2 separate regions of the Rattus norvegicus genome follow, and region 2 is linked to region 1. The links are chromatin contacts, called in public Hi-C maps. All regions are on one chromosome and are shown on one strand. The core of a region is the stretch at or near the end of the contact, and the rest is flanking DNA. Distances in the headings are between cores, read along the strand shown. Region 1 holds the start of Kprp (keratinocyte proline-rich protein). Region 2 has its middle 6.3 kb from the start of Lce1m.

The links. Hi-C and Micro-C count contacts between places; a contact is called where the count stands out from the background.
Region 2: a Hi-C map of the A7r5 cell line shows a contact between it and region 1, with 2.6 times the contacts expected there. The contact joins the enhancer-like site here to the promoter of Kprp in region 1. A contact is called at or near these places in 3 of 12 Hi-C or Micro-C datasets (the A7r5 cell line, the Rat2 cell line and frontal cortex).

What each region holds. Positions count from the first base shown.
Region 1 is chr2:181,125,449-181,132,325 of GRCr8, reverse strand. Kprp (keratinocyte proline-rich protein) reads left to right here and starts at 2,498. Exons shown (of 2, transcript NM_001002290.1): 1 at 2,498-2,511; 2 at 3,996-6,796. The coding sequence starts at 4,024. The coding sequence ends at 6,123.
Region 2 is chr2:181,337,257-181,343,968 of GRCr8, reverse strand. No RefSeq gene overlaps it. Among named protein-coding and RNA genes, the nearest start is that of Lce1m, 6.3 kb to the right of the region's middle. Within about 2 kb of position 1,823, at least 13 of the 93 cell types and tissues checked have an H3K27ac peak or open chromatin away from gene starts, as enhancers often do. A contact at or near this core is called in the A7r5 cell line, where this site is marked.

The DNA of each region.
Region 1 (6,877 bases), core at 1,249-3,748:
AGTTCACATCCTGGTGATGTCAATTAGTTTCAGTTCTCAGTTTGCCAGTTTTCCAGGTTACTTATATATTATTCAAGTTCAGGAAATCTTGGTTAAAGTTTGGGATCAGAAAAATAACTCACAGCAGAAATATCATTGGCACCACACTAGAAATATCTAGGATTTAGTCTCTCCAAGGCAGTCGTTAGTATATGATACCCAGGCAAATTTCTTCTGCCTGAGGATCCTCATCTGTAGAAGGGCAAATTAGGACCTGGAAACTTTTGAGGATTCTGGTTGGTATGATACTCTGAAAGTCCATAATCCTATGGAAGTCTGGAGTTATACATGAGCAGTGTTTGGAATGAGTGATGGGGATAAATGCTAGGACTCTCAAGTCACATTGAACTGGACAGACTTTACCTTGGGAGAGACTTCAGAAACATGATTTGTGTGTGCACTGTTGGACACAAAGAACTTTCATACCTACAATATAATTTTGTCCCCAGAAGCACTTGCTAGGTGTTATAAGTCCCATCATTTCATGAAGAAAATGAATCACAGAGGGGGACATGGCTATATTAAGTATTTAATATCAATTTTCTTATCTACCTCACACAATAATCTTAAGACCTTTCATGCTTACTTCTCCTTTTTATTCATATTTCTCCCTCTTAACGTTCTTAAGAGTTCATATACAATAGGTTTGGGCTTATGGAAACTAAGTAGATTTCACTTCATTAGTAAATACTAGAGTTCAAAATATATTTAAATTTACGTTTGCTTATAAGTTTGGTTAGAATCTGAATGATTCCAAAAGCTAGATGGTGATGATTGAGTAAAGACTTTTGAGATTTTGTTTTCTTTTGTCAAAATTTATTTTGATTTATTTATGTGCATGAGAGGGTGTCTATGTGAGTGCTTATGCATGTACATATGTTAGTGCTTATGCCCGGACCTGCATGTAGAGGTGAGGAGAGGATGTCATGTGTCCTCTTTATTACTGACCACATATTCTTCTAAGGCAGAGTATCTTCCTGAACCTGAGAATTCATAGCATGGCTAGGCTGGAAGCCAGTATGTCTTCCCTAGTGATCCTTCTAGCTTTGTGTCCCCTAAAAGTTGAAATTATGAGCTTTTATAGAGGATGCCTGGCTAGTTGTTGGGTTACTGCTGGCATCTGAGCTCTTATCCTCAGGATTACAGAGTAAGTACTATTAACCATTGAGCATAGCTCTAGCCCAATGCTTGCTTCCTTTTTAACCATAAAAAGAATAATGGAAAAATAATATAAGGAGCCTTGCACTTTACATTGCATTGTACATGTAGAATGAAGAATGATGGCATGGTGGCACATGCCTTTAACCCCCACACTCAGGAGGCAGAGACAGGCATATCTCTGAATTTGAGGCCAGCCTGGTCTACAGAGAGAGTTTCAGAAACCCTGTCTCAAAAAACAAAAACAAAAACAAACAAACAAAAACAAACAAAAAACCCACAACCCTCAAAACCCCCCAAAACCAAACCATGATGAAGCTTTGTAGAATGGAAAATTATATACCATATTAGTGGAAGGTAACTATTGCCAGTCTGATAAAAGGCAGGCATCTCTAAACAAACTTGATTTATAAAGGAAAACCTGGAGATCTAGAACATTAACTAAAATCTCTTCATTTAAAAATATTAGTTGTTAATTTTAGCGAAGTGCAGAGAAATATAAAGGATACCCAACTTGTGTTTATGTGGCTCATGGGGCCCCCTTGCTTGTTCTATTCTGAACCGTGCTGTTTTCTAACACATGAACTGCCTTATGCTGCTTTGGAAGACTTCTCTACAGCATCCACCAAACACTTGCTCTTCATCCACTGTCTTCTCAGCTTTAGACTGGGCCATAGCAGATGCACAGTGATCCAGTTGCATTTTTGCTTGTGGTGTGCTTTCTCTTGAGAAAATGTTGGATATTTTGAACATCGTTCTTAGTAAGATGGATTTGTATGAAACAATTGTTATAGTCTCCATGACAATGGTAAAAAGACTCACCCATTTTGGAGAAGAGTAAAGTAACTTCTAACTTAGTTATAAAGGTCGCCAAGCTGTAAGTTAGCAGCATGAGACCCTAGATGCAGCTCTGACCCCACATTTTCTTCATTACTTCTATCTCATGAGAATCTAAGGCAAGGGGATAGTAGAATATGGAACGGTTTTCTAGGAGAGATGATACCTCAATGCCTCCTCAACACCTTCATCATTGAGTCCTGTTGGGATGGAGAGGAAACTGATAGGATGAACAATGAGGAAGAAAATGACCTGCTTCTCCATAGTCTAGAAGCTCTGACACCAGAAAAAGACACTCCCAGCTCTGTAGGTGACTAGACGGACAGCACACAGGGAGGAAATTAGGTGGTGGAATGTTACCTTGGGCAGATGCCAACCAGTTGTCTCATGGTTTGAGCCAGACCCACAGCTCTTTATATAAACACAGTCCTCTGCCCAGATGCCTTAGCCTGGATGACTTTGTGCCTGCTGAGGAGGGTGAGTCTGGAAGCTGGGTCCGGGGATCATGTTGGGGTTGATGGATATTCAAGGGGTTCCCAGACTCTAAAACTGAGGAATGATTAAGGCAGAAGCTGGGGCAGAGAGACATCAGTCTGAGGTGGAAAATTGATTAAGGATTATAAAATGTTTAGGGTTTATGGAAAGATATGGGGTTTAAAAGTTGGTGTATTTGCCTTTGACAGTCCTGGTCTTTTCTCCAGGTACCATTTCTTTTGTTAGTGACTCATTGTCCCAGGAAAAGATACAATGTTCTTTTATTTTGAGTCCCTAGATGCATAAAAGGATGGAAACAGTAGTTATTTGTTTTATCTGAGTAGAGGCACATGAGGATGGATGAGCCACCATGTGTAGGGAACACAAACATAGACAATTGCTACAAATGGAAAATGTCTAGTTCTGTCTACCAGTGGAAGAATTTTAGGTATCCTGGAAGGTTGTGAGAGATGTTTTGTTGTTATGATTTAATTGACAGATTAGCTCTGTTCTTTGCCAGTCATTGGGCTACCTGTACAGACAGGTAGCTCTGGGAAAAGCAGATGGGAACTACTGTATTTTCTTGCAAGGTAAGGGTAGTATAGGAATGTATGCCTGAATGCCTTATGTCATACTGTGACGATCTTGCTATGCAGTTCCATAAGTGTTTCCGACTCTACTTACATCACTGTAAATCCTTGAATGTCATGAAGAATATGATAGTCTCTGGGTTATCTCAGCTTCATTAGCATCTCAGAGGGTCTGAGGAGAAAATATTTCTGAAGTTAGCAGATTTTTACCCTCTAGATGATTAATAACAGCAGTCTGCTTGGGCAAGTGACCGTGCTGTCCTTAATGATGGTATGTTTTGCATGTGAAGTATATATGAATTTTCATATTTCTCTGAAGATCTGTTTAAATTAATTCACTTAAAAAGATTGGATGGGAGCAGCAAATATTAAGCACTGGGCCTGACAGGTCCAGAATTTTCCTTGATCCTTTGCTAATTCAGTGGATTTTTTTTTGATGTAATGTGAACATAGATAATGCCTGTGTACCCCCAGCCCTGCCTCATGGTCATTTTTACATGTGGCTTGTGTATACCTCCCTGTGTGCATGGAAGCCTCAGTTTGGGCTATGTATGGGAAACAAGCTGTTACTTGTTTTTCCTGTAGGGCTGTTTCCATCACTTGACTTGTTAAGTGTTAATTTGCTTGTCATCACTGCTCTCTGGTGGCAGACATTGGTATGCCTACCTTTATATCCAGCTATGCAGAACTGAGCCATTTTGGCATAACCAGGTTAGGGGGCAGGGAGAGGGGGCAGGTCTCACGAACAATAATGACTAGCATGGGCTCAGGTAAGTCAGTAAGTAAAGGTTGAAGGCATCTAAAGAAAAACCAGAGAAGACACCAGGCTTCTGGTTCTAGATCCCAGCTCCTCACTCCCATCTTTCAGCCTCCTGACCCTGGTTTCTCTACCCTCAGGTCTTGCTCACCCACCTGCACCAGGACCATGTGTGACCAGCAAGAGATTCAGTGTTGTGGGCCAATACCCCAGTGCTGTGTCAAGGGTTCCTCCTTTGGTCCCTCACAGTTTCCTCATGCCAACAACCAGGTGCTAGTGGAAGCTCCGTGTGAGATGCAATTTCTGGAATGTGCTGCACCATGCCCCATTCAAGTTTCTCAGACTCCATGCCAGTCCAGTACCACTGAAGTGAAGGGCCAGGCTCCATGTAAAACCACCAACGTTAAATGCCAGACCAAGACCACCCAGGTGAAATGCCAGCCTAAGACCACTGAGATAAAGTGCCAGGCTCCCTGCCAGGCTCAGGTTTCCTGTGTTCAATGCCAGGCTCCATGCCAATCTCAGGTTTCCTATGTGCAAGTTCCACAACCTCCTCAGACCTACTATGTAGAGTGTGCTCCAGTGTATTATACAGAAACTCGTTTTGTGGAATATCCAGTTTCAAACTACGTGCCTGTTCCAGCTCCTCAGCCTGGGTACACTTATGTAGAATGTCCCTCACTGGGCCAGGGCCAGGGCCAGGGAAGTTTCTCCACTCGGTACCAGTATCAGGGATCCTATGGTAGCTGCACTTCTCAATCACAGTCACGGGGTTCTTACAGCAGCTGTGGTCCACAGCATCAGTCTCAGGCTTCCTACAGTTACTGCGAACCCCAGTTTCAGTCCAGACCCTCCTATACCAACTGTGGTACTCAGCGCCAGTCACAGGCTTCCTTTGGCAGCTGCACCTCCCAACTCCAGTCTCGAGCATCCTACAGCAACTGCTCCTCCCAGCGTCGGTCCGGGACTTCCTTTAGCACTTGTGCACCTCAATGCCAGGGCCAGGGCACCTATGGAAGCTTTACTGCACAGCGCAGGTCTCAGAGTGCCAGCCGATGCCTCCCTTCTCGTCGGCTTCAGCCTTCTTATCGCAGCTGCTCTCCACCAAGACATTCTGAGCCCTGTTATAGCAGCTGCCTGCCATCCCGGTGCTCTTCAGGCTCCTACAACTATTGCACTCCACCCCGCCGCTCAGAACCCATCTACGGCAGCCACTGTTCTCCTCGGGGCCGCCCTTCAGGCTGTTCTCAAAGATGTGGACCCAAATGCAGGATAGAGATTTCCTCGCCTTGCTGCCCAAGGCAGGTTCCCCCTCAGAGGTGTCCTGTCCAGATTCCTCCCATCAGAGGAAGATCTCGGAGTTGTCCCCGGCAACCTTCTTGGGGTGTCTCTTGCCCAGACCTGAGGCCATGCGCAGAACCACATGCATTCCCAAGACCTTGTAGGCCACAGCGTCTTGACCGGTCTCCAGAATCATCATGGCGGCGGTGTCCAGTTCCTGCACCACGTCCATATCCACGTCCAGAACCATGCCCAAGTCCAGAACCACGTCCACGCCCACGCCCACGCCCACGTCCAGAGCCATGCCCAAGTCCAGAACCACGCCCACGCCCACGTCCAGACCCATGCCCAAGTCCAGAACTACGCCCACGCCCACGTCCAGAGCCATGCCCAAGTCCAGAACCACGCCCACGTCCACGTCCAGACCCATGCCCAAGTCCAGAGCCCCGCCCACGTCCATGTCCAGAGCCATGCCCAAGTCCAGAACCTCGCCCATGTCCTCCATTGAGGCGATTTTCAGAACCCTGTCTGTATCCAGAACCATGTTCAGTTTCTAAGCCAGTGCCATGTCCAGTACCATGCCCAGCGCCACATCCACGCCCAGTTCACTGTGAGACTCCAGGTCGACGTCCACAACCCAGTCCTCGTTCACAACCTTGTCCGCATCCAGAACCAATGCCACGTCCAGTGCCCTGCTCCAGTCCAGTGCCTTGTGGAGATCCCATTCATTGTCCCAGTCCTTGCTCAGGTCACAATCCAGTTCCTTACAGCCAAGAACTAGGCTGTCATGAATCTAACCCATGTCGCCTGGATACTGAAGGCCCGAGCTCCTATAGCTTCAGCCAAGGGCAAGAGAGTAATGGCTGCTGTGTATCTGGTGGTGTCTTTTCAGGATCACGCGGTTTAAGTGGTTGTGGAGATCAAGGAAACACCTATCGTGGCATGAATTGTGGGGCTTGTGGTGGAACACAGGGAGCCTACTTTTAAACAAAAGTATAACCCAAATGCTCCTGCGTTAGGTTCTTTAGAGTATTTCCCCTTCTTATCTGGTTTAATCTTTCCATAGACATTGAGGTGCTTCCTGCTTCCAAGTTGTTATCCAAACTTCTTGCATGTTACCTCACGTTCTACACCTGAATCCCTGACATCATTCCAGCCTTATGTCTCAATCCTTCTTTGCACAGAGCTTTAATTCTAACTAGACCAGCTTGGTCACTAGGACACTCCTTGGGTGTTTCTCCTGACAGTCCCCAGATGCTCTTGCCTCTGCAGAGGCTTCCTCAGTCTGAACCACTTCTCACTATTTCCCAGGATCTAAAATTGTACCTGTCTTTCAATAACTCCTCCTGAATCTTTTACTGTTGTTGTGTGTTTCTACCCATAGGACCCTATTCTGACTTCCTAGAATTCACTGCTCTAATACCATTCATTTAGTAAGTGCTTTTCAATACTCTTGAATTAGTAATTTCTCCTGCCTTTTCTGCCTAACTAGATTGCAAACTTTCATCCAAGTGGAATTAGTATATCCTTGTGTCTATCTTAGGTCAGGTAATAATTGAACAAGGTTATGGTTGGCAGCTTGAGAATGCTCTGTCCTGTTGGGAAAGTACAGGAACTGTGACAATAGGAAGATACATAACAATAAAAACTGGATGTATTCAGAGCCTGTGTCCTAAATAATGTCTGTTCTTTATTTGATGCCAATTTGCCGAGGTGAAGCATCTTTTTACCTCAGAGTAAA
Region 2 (6,712 bases), core at 574-3,073, 210 kb before region 1:
CATCACATTGGAGATCCATTTTTTCTCCACTTAAGGCAGCTGTCTGAAGTGTGTGTGTGTGTGTGTGTGTGTGTGTGTGTGTGTGTGTGTTGGGGGAGAGGATTCAGCAACAGAAATCAATTAGGTTTTAATCTTCCCATAAGACTTCCCCAAATCTTCCTGGCACTCAGTGGGTTGAATGGATACTCCTTTGAACACTGCAAGGTTCCTTTTCGTCACCATTACACTCCCTCAGTCCTGATGTGGTCAGTGAGGTAGTCACTTCAAAGAGCAGCAGTGATAAAGGTATGTTATTGCTGGAGCACCTGTCCTGACTTCTTGCAGTCAATCTTTGGATAAGAAGAGGTATCCCGGATACCTGATAGACTCCAGGTGATCTGAGAAATCTAAGAATAGCTCAAGCAGGGTATGACGTCACCTAATTTACCTAGGAATTCAAACACCGGTTGTTTGCCAGGCATCCCTGGGAGACCGAGACAACATGCTGAGACTTCAGTCACAGTTTCCAATTGAATCAGACTGAGTCAAGGTCAGAACCAGCTGTGCTACAGCCACACTGGCCCTGTGGGCCCTCCTCCCTCTAGGACAATGACGCATGCTCTCATTCTTCCACTGGTTCTTTCTTCACCCAATAACTATTTGCTGAATGCTCTGAGCCATGTCTGGCCTTGAGGATACTGTGATGAATAAGCTGAGGCACCTGTCCTTAGAGAAGCCGGGGTCAGACTTTCAGAAGGTCTCCTTGGAGTTTTAATGATGTGCTAAGCCATGTGGAAGGAAGAACCCTACCACCCTGAGCTGGGCAGACTCCGAATTCATCAGCAAAGGCTGGCAAGCATATAGTATGACAGTCATTACTCTATGGCTCACTCTGCAGTAGGAGTAGCTGGGGTCTGTCTTAGACACAGTCCTTGGCAGGAATCTGAAAAGCACATTAAGAAAGTAAGGCTATCCCTAAGGGGAAGATACATCTGGGCACATTCAGGGATGGCAAAAATGTGGTCATGCCACAACATGATACAGGGAACATAAATTGTTAGATAATGTTAAGTTATTAAGAAGTTGGGTACTTTGGGGGGAATTTGATTTTTATTTTCCTTTGGAAATAGTATGGGAGTCGTTAAAGTTTTAAGTAGCTCCGACTCTTCATCTGTTAGAAAGATGGGAAGTATCTGTAGGAAAGAGGGAGTAGTTGGAAGGAAGAAATCCATGTGCTTCATTAGATGTGGGGGTGATGAACAAGGAGAAGGCAAGATGGCTCCTAAGCCATGTTAAGATCTTAACTGATAGAGTTGAGGCAGCTTTCAAGGAGGCACTGTTAGTATTATACACTATGACTGTTGTGAGCAGTTTTCTCCAACCATAGCATGCCTTTTCTAACATTTTTTAACTGCCTACATTATTGACCATATTAGAATTGAGGAAGCCTGGGGGTGTAGCATGAAGTTGGAGCCTTTCAGTGCTAAACAGCATGCCCACTCAATTCAACTGAGAGTCAGTGGAAAGGCTGATGTCATCAGAGGGTAGGGCAAATGATGGGGACATGGGAGGAGAGAGGATATAGTCACATGGCATCAAGGGGATGACATAGGAAGACATTAAAGGAAGCAAGAGGATTTGTGAATACTGAGGCAAGTGCTTACATGAGTGTGTGTATGTGTGTGTGTGTGTGTGTGTGTGTGTGTGTGTGTGTGTCTGCAAACCTAGGATGGAGTCAGTTCTCAGATAACTATACTGGATTTTTATGGAAAGGATTGGCACAAAGGCAGCAGGAAATTCTTGGTCATTTCGTCATTAACTCAGAGCCTTCAGGCATCTGTGAAATTGTCCACATGCCTGAAACATGACTCAGCCACACTTTGCTTGTGCTCTAGAGGCAGAAGCATGGCTGGTCAGGCCACTGAAGTTCTGGCATGGCAGGACAGGTTCAGCCTTGAGCTGGAGTGAACCTGGTGGGCACGTAGCATCCAACATCGAAGGAAAAGTGATGAGGAAAGAGCAGCTCCAACTGCAATTATGAGTCCTGGTTCGAGAATCTCTGGGCTTTTATTTTTATTTTTTATTTTTTTTGTATCAAGCAAGAGTCACTTTGGCTCACTGTTTAAAATCAACAGACTCTCCCTTACCTGAAATAGAAAGGAGCACAATGCAAAAGCTACTTGTCCCTCCCATTCTGTCTGTTGTTTTCTAACCTCCTTCCATCTTCCTTTTCTTTCCTTTTTCCCCCTTTCCCTTCCTTCCCTTTACTTTGTCTGCATTGTGCTCTAGAGCTAAGCTTCAGGTGTATAAAGTCAAATTAAATATCTTTAACCTTTGGAGTATGAACATAGTCAATTGAGCTTTGAGATCTCCAAGGGGAAGATGATATCTTTCCATGGGTTGAGGTTGAGAGCTAACTTTTCTCATTATTGGAGCCAACACTTTAATTAAATCAACAATACGTCCCTGGTATTATTTGGCAGTGACTTGACATACAAAGAGTTGAAACCAGTATTCTTAGTCCCCAGTTGGAGCTCAGGGCCAGGCTACATGAGTTATCCTGACTGTGGTACCAACACTGCTATTCTTGGTCCTCCCACACCACCCTTAAGCATGGTTTCTTCCTGCAGCATGGTTGCACTCAGCAGGTATTCTTAGGGCATGTGCTATATTTTAGCTCTGTATTCTGGGTACTCAACAGAAGGATAATACACTAGATAGGTAGGGATAGGGGTTCTGACTCTCAGAGACATGACTGTAAGAAAGAATCCCATCCTTGTATTTCCAATGACAAGCATATTGCCTGGTGCTAAAAGAAAACTCAACATAAAAATGAGGTAGAATCCAAAATGTCATTCTGGTGGGGACTTTTCTAACTATTTTGGTCTGTATAGTGTCTCTATGGTAACTTAAACAATAAGTAAAGAAAATTATAAACAAGTCAACTAACTAACTAAATAAAGTATGATTAGAAAATACATGTATGGAAAAACAAAGAAACAAATAAATAAAATGTTTGTCACTTCCCACTCAGAAAGAATTGCTGTTGGCATGTTGATGTCGCTCCATTAGTACAAATTTATATACTATATTAACTTCTCTAAAGGCTAAAATGATATAGCCAGTGTACTATTGTAACTCACTGTATACACCACTTGTCTAAATTCACATTGCCTGGGTTTTGTTCCCTACACATCAGAGTCTATTCCTATTATAGTTCTGTGGGAACTCTCCATTCGGATGCTGACTGTTAGGACTCCTACTGGGTGATGGTGGATGGAGAGTACCATCCTACTTCCTTCCTTCCTACCCAAGTCCTGGCTTTCTGTGGGTTCTCAGATGAATTTAGACAACTATATATTTTAAAAAAATATCTCTGCTAGAATAGTTTCTCCAACAGTGGCAAAGAAGGACACACAGCTTTGTGCAGTTGTGAGAGTCAGATAAGCTCCTCAGAGGAAGTGTCACCTGCTGGACAGTGGAGCCTTTGCAGCTGCCTCAGTGTGCTTGGCCCCTGTGCAGCTAGCCCCTCCCCACTGCACCTGAGCGTGCCACTTCACCCCAGGCTGGAAAGACAAGATGCCTCAGTGCATGAGCTCCTAGGAGCCTCACTGGCTATTTTTACTCAATGTATTTATTTATTCTCCAAGAGGAGGGATCCTCCTTTCTCCAGTTACTCATTCTAGAGGATCCTGGTGCATTCCTGCCTTAGGCTCCAGCTGTGAAAATGTTCCTCGTGAGGGAGATAACATCACAGCTGGCTATGAGCATCTGAAAGATCAAGGACCAGGTATACATTGCCAGACTGAGCTGCCTCAATCCCGGGAAGTAGGTTTTTCTCAGAAAGCATTCATGCATACACCTTGAGTGTTCCTGCTTTTGACTATGTCTTTTAAATATTCTATTCTTGGAGACAACAGTGTCTAAGAAGGAAGAAAATGGGGTTTTCAGATTCATAGCACTGAAATTTTAGAAGCTTTCTCCCCCAGCACACCCTTTAGTTGTAGGAAGAAGAAAGCTGTTTGTGTTTTCCAGCTTCTAGAGGTAATCCAAACTCTTGAGCCTATGAACCCTTCCTCCATTTTAAAAATGCCTCATTTCAACAACCGCTTCCCTTGTCATATCTTCTTTTTCTGGCTCTCATCCTTTTGCCTGCTTCTTAGAGGAACACTCATGATGACATTGGACCCACCTCTGTAATACAAGAAGGTCTTCCCATCTCAAGACCCAGTCAAACATGCCAAGTCCATTTTACTGTATAAGGTAAAAAAAATCATTCACAAGTTTGAGGAATGGGGATGGGCATCACTGACTACCAGAGACTATACCAAGGCAATCATGAGTACTAAAAATAACACAAACAAGCCAGGCTGTGGTGGCCCACATCTTTAATCCCAGAACTTGGAAGTCAGAGTCAGGTGGATCTCTTTGAGTTCAAGGCTTGCCTGGTCTACAGAGCAAGTTTCAGGATGGCACAGAGAAATGCTGTCCAAAAAGGGTATGTGTGTATGTGATCTTTAAATGTTCAATCCTGGATCAGCATGTGGAGGATGAGAATAACACTGTGCCAAGCCCCTGTTCCCTAGGACCAGTTTCCAGAGCCGGATTGGTAGAGAGGGACAGAGAAAGGAAAGCCAGAGGACAGAGTTTCAAGGACTACCCTCGGGATCTGTACAAGAATGGAAGTGTTCATATGATATGATGGGGTTGTCTAGTTTTGTTCACCATCAAAGGTCTCTCAACCTCATGCTCAGATGTCCAGATTGCACTTCTACTTCTTCCAGTTTTCCTACATGTTTGAATCTCATTGATGTCATCAGTGTCTGTGAGTTAGATGCAGTGATAAGTCTGGTGTGGACAAGGCTAAACTTCTAGGCCACAGGAGAGTTATCATAGTGATGTTGCCCCAGGAAGGTTTCTTGGGGTCTGCCCATAGCCCCTCCCTGGTGATGTCTGACAATCCTTTTCAGACAGAGACTTCATTTGTAGTTGTTGAGGGGAGTAGAGGTAACAATGAATTTTGAAGAAGTGCCATTCAGGCCATGATTATGATTTTCCCTCCAACTTCAGTAGGCATGCTTAGTAAGCAAATTCCAGGCATTCCCAGGGATTAGTCCTAGATTTCCTGTGAATCCCGCTTTACCTCCCTTCCCATTATGTCCAAGTCTCTTATATACAAGGAAAATTATTTGCATCAACCTATGTACTTCCTACAACATACTTAAAATTACATCTATATTGCTTAAAATACCACATAGAGTGTAAATGCTATGTATCTCATGTTGCATTGATTCAGTAGTGATTCAAAGGAAATGTCTGTACACATTCTATGGAAATATACCCTTTTCCCCAGATGTGTCCAAACTTCAGCTGGAGAGCCTACAGATTTACAAAGTAACTCTTGTTAGAAAAAAAAATCACAGTAAGAAATTAAATTCATCTGAGAGGCAGAGTGCTATGATGGAGAGATGGTTGGTGAGGGTTTGAAGTCCAACTCCACCTTTAACCTTATTTGAGTCACTAAAAGCCTCTTTCCAGTCTCAGTTTTCTTGTCTAAAACAGATGTATTTGGTCTAAACCAATGATCTTCTGGCCTGATTTGCATGGGAACCACCCAGTGAGCTCTTGGAGAATGCTGTGGCCTCTAGGGTTGGGAACTGCCATCTATGAATGACAGTCAGCATCCTTCCCAGATATTCTATCATTCCATGAACTGTACATAGACTGTTGAAAAAAAGCCTTAGTTTAGATTTTTTTGGAGGTATCTGTGCTCTTTTCCAAGTGGCAAATCCAACCTGATGAAGAAATGAAAAGTGAGCCTCTACGGCTTACAAAGCAACAACTTAGGTCTCTCAGAGATTTCTAAACACAAAGCCTTTACCTGTGAAGTCACGTGGACAGATGCACATCCAAACAATTGTAAGCAGATGGGCATTGTTTCTTTTATACTTTATCATACTCACATATTAAACATATGATCCCTTTAGCTTTTATTGAGTTTCTTTTTCCAGAAATTCTGCATCCTCTTATACTTCTCAGCAAGAGAGGTTGGCTCTTGCTGGGATCTAGCAACTGAAAGAGCATTTCACCCCCCACCCCCCATAGTCTTTAAGTCCAACCTGTACCCTGTGTTATGAACTTCATAAGTAAAATGGTGTCAGGTATCATTTTAAAAAATACATATCAAGTACTTCTTATATATGCTAGGTACTATTCTAAGAGGTTTATGAATGTTAGTCACTCTGTCAATGACCCAGGGAAATAAATGGTATTTATTTCTTCATTTTGAAAATGAGGCTAGTGAGTGTGAGGGCTAAAATAATTTCTTCAAGGTAACACTGATGCTAACTGAGGAGCCTCGACTCAAACATGGAACCTGTCTAAGGTCTTAATGCCTCCTGCCATATGGACATGTTGTCTATGAAATGATCTTCTGGCTTTCACCCTTCAAGTGGAGTACAAGGGGACTGTTCCCATTAAAATCTTGATTGAAATTTTAAGGGAGCTAGAAAGATGGCTCAGATGTTAAGAGCACTGGCTGCTCCTCCAAAGGTCCTGAGTTTAATTCCAAGCACACGGTGGCTCACAACCATCTGTAATGGGATATGATGCTGTCTTCTTGTGTGCAATTATACATGCAGGTAGAACGCTATAAATAATAAATAAATACATAAATCTGTTTTTTGAAAAAGAAAATTTAATAGGAAAACCCCTTACATAAATAAGCTGATGA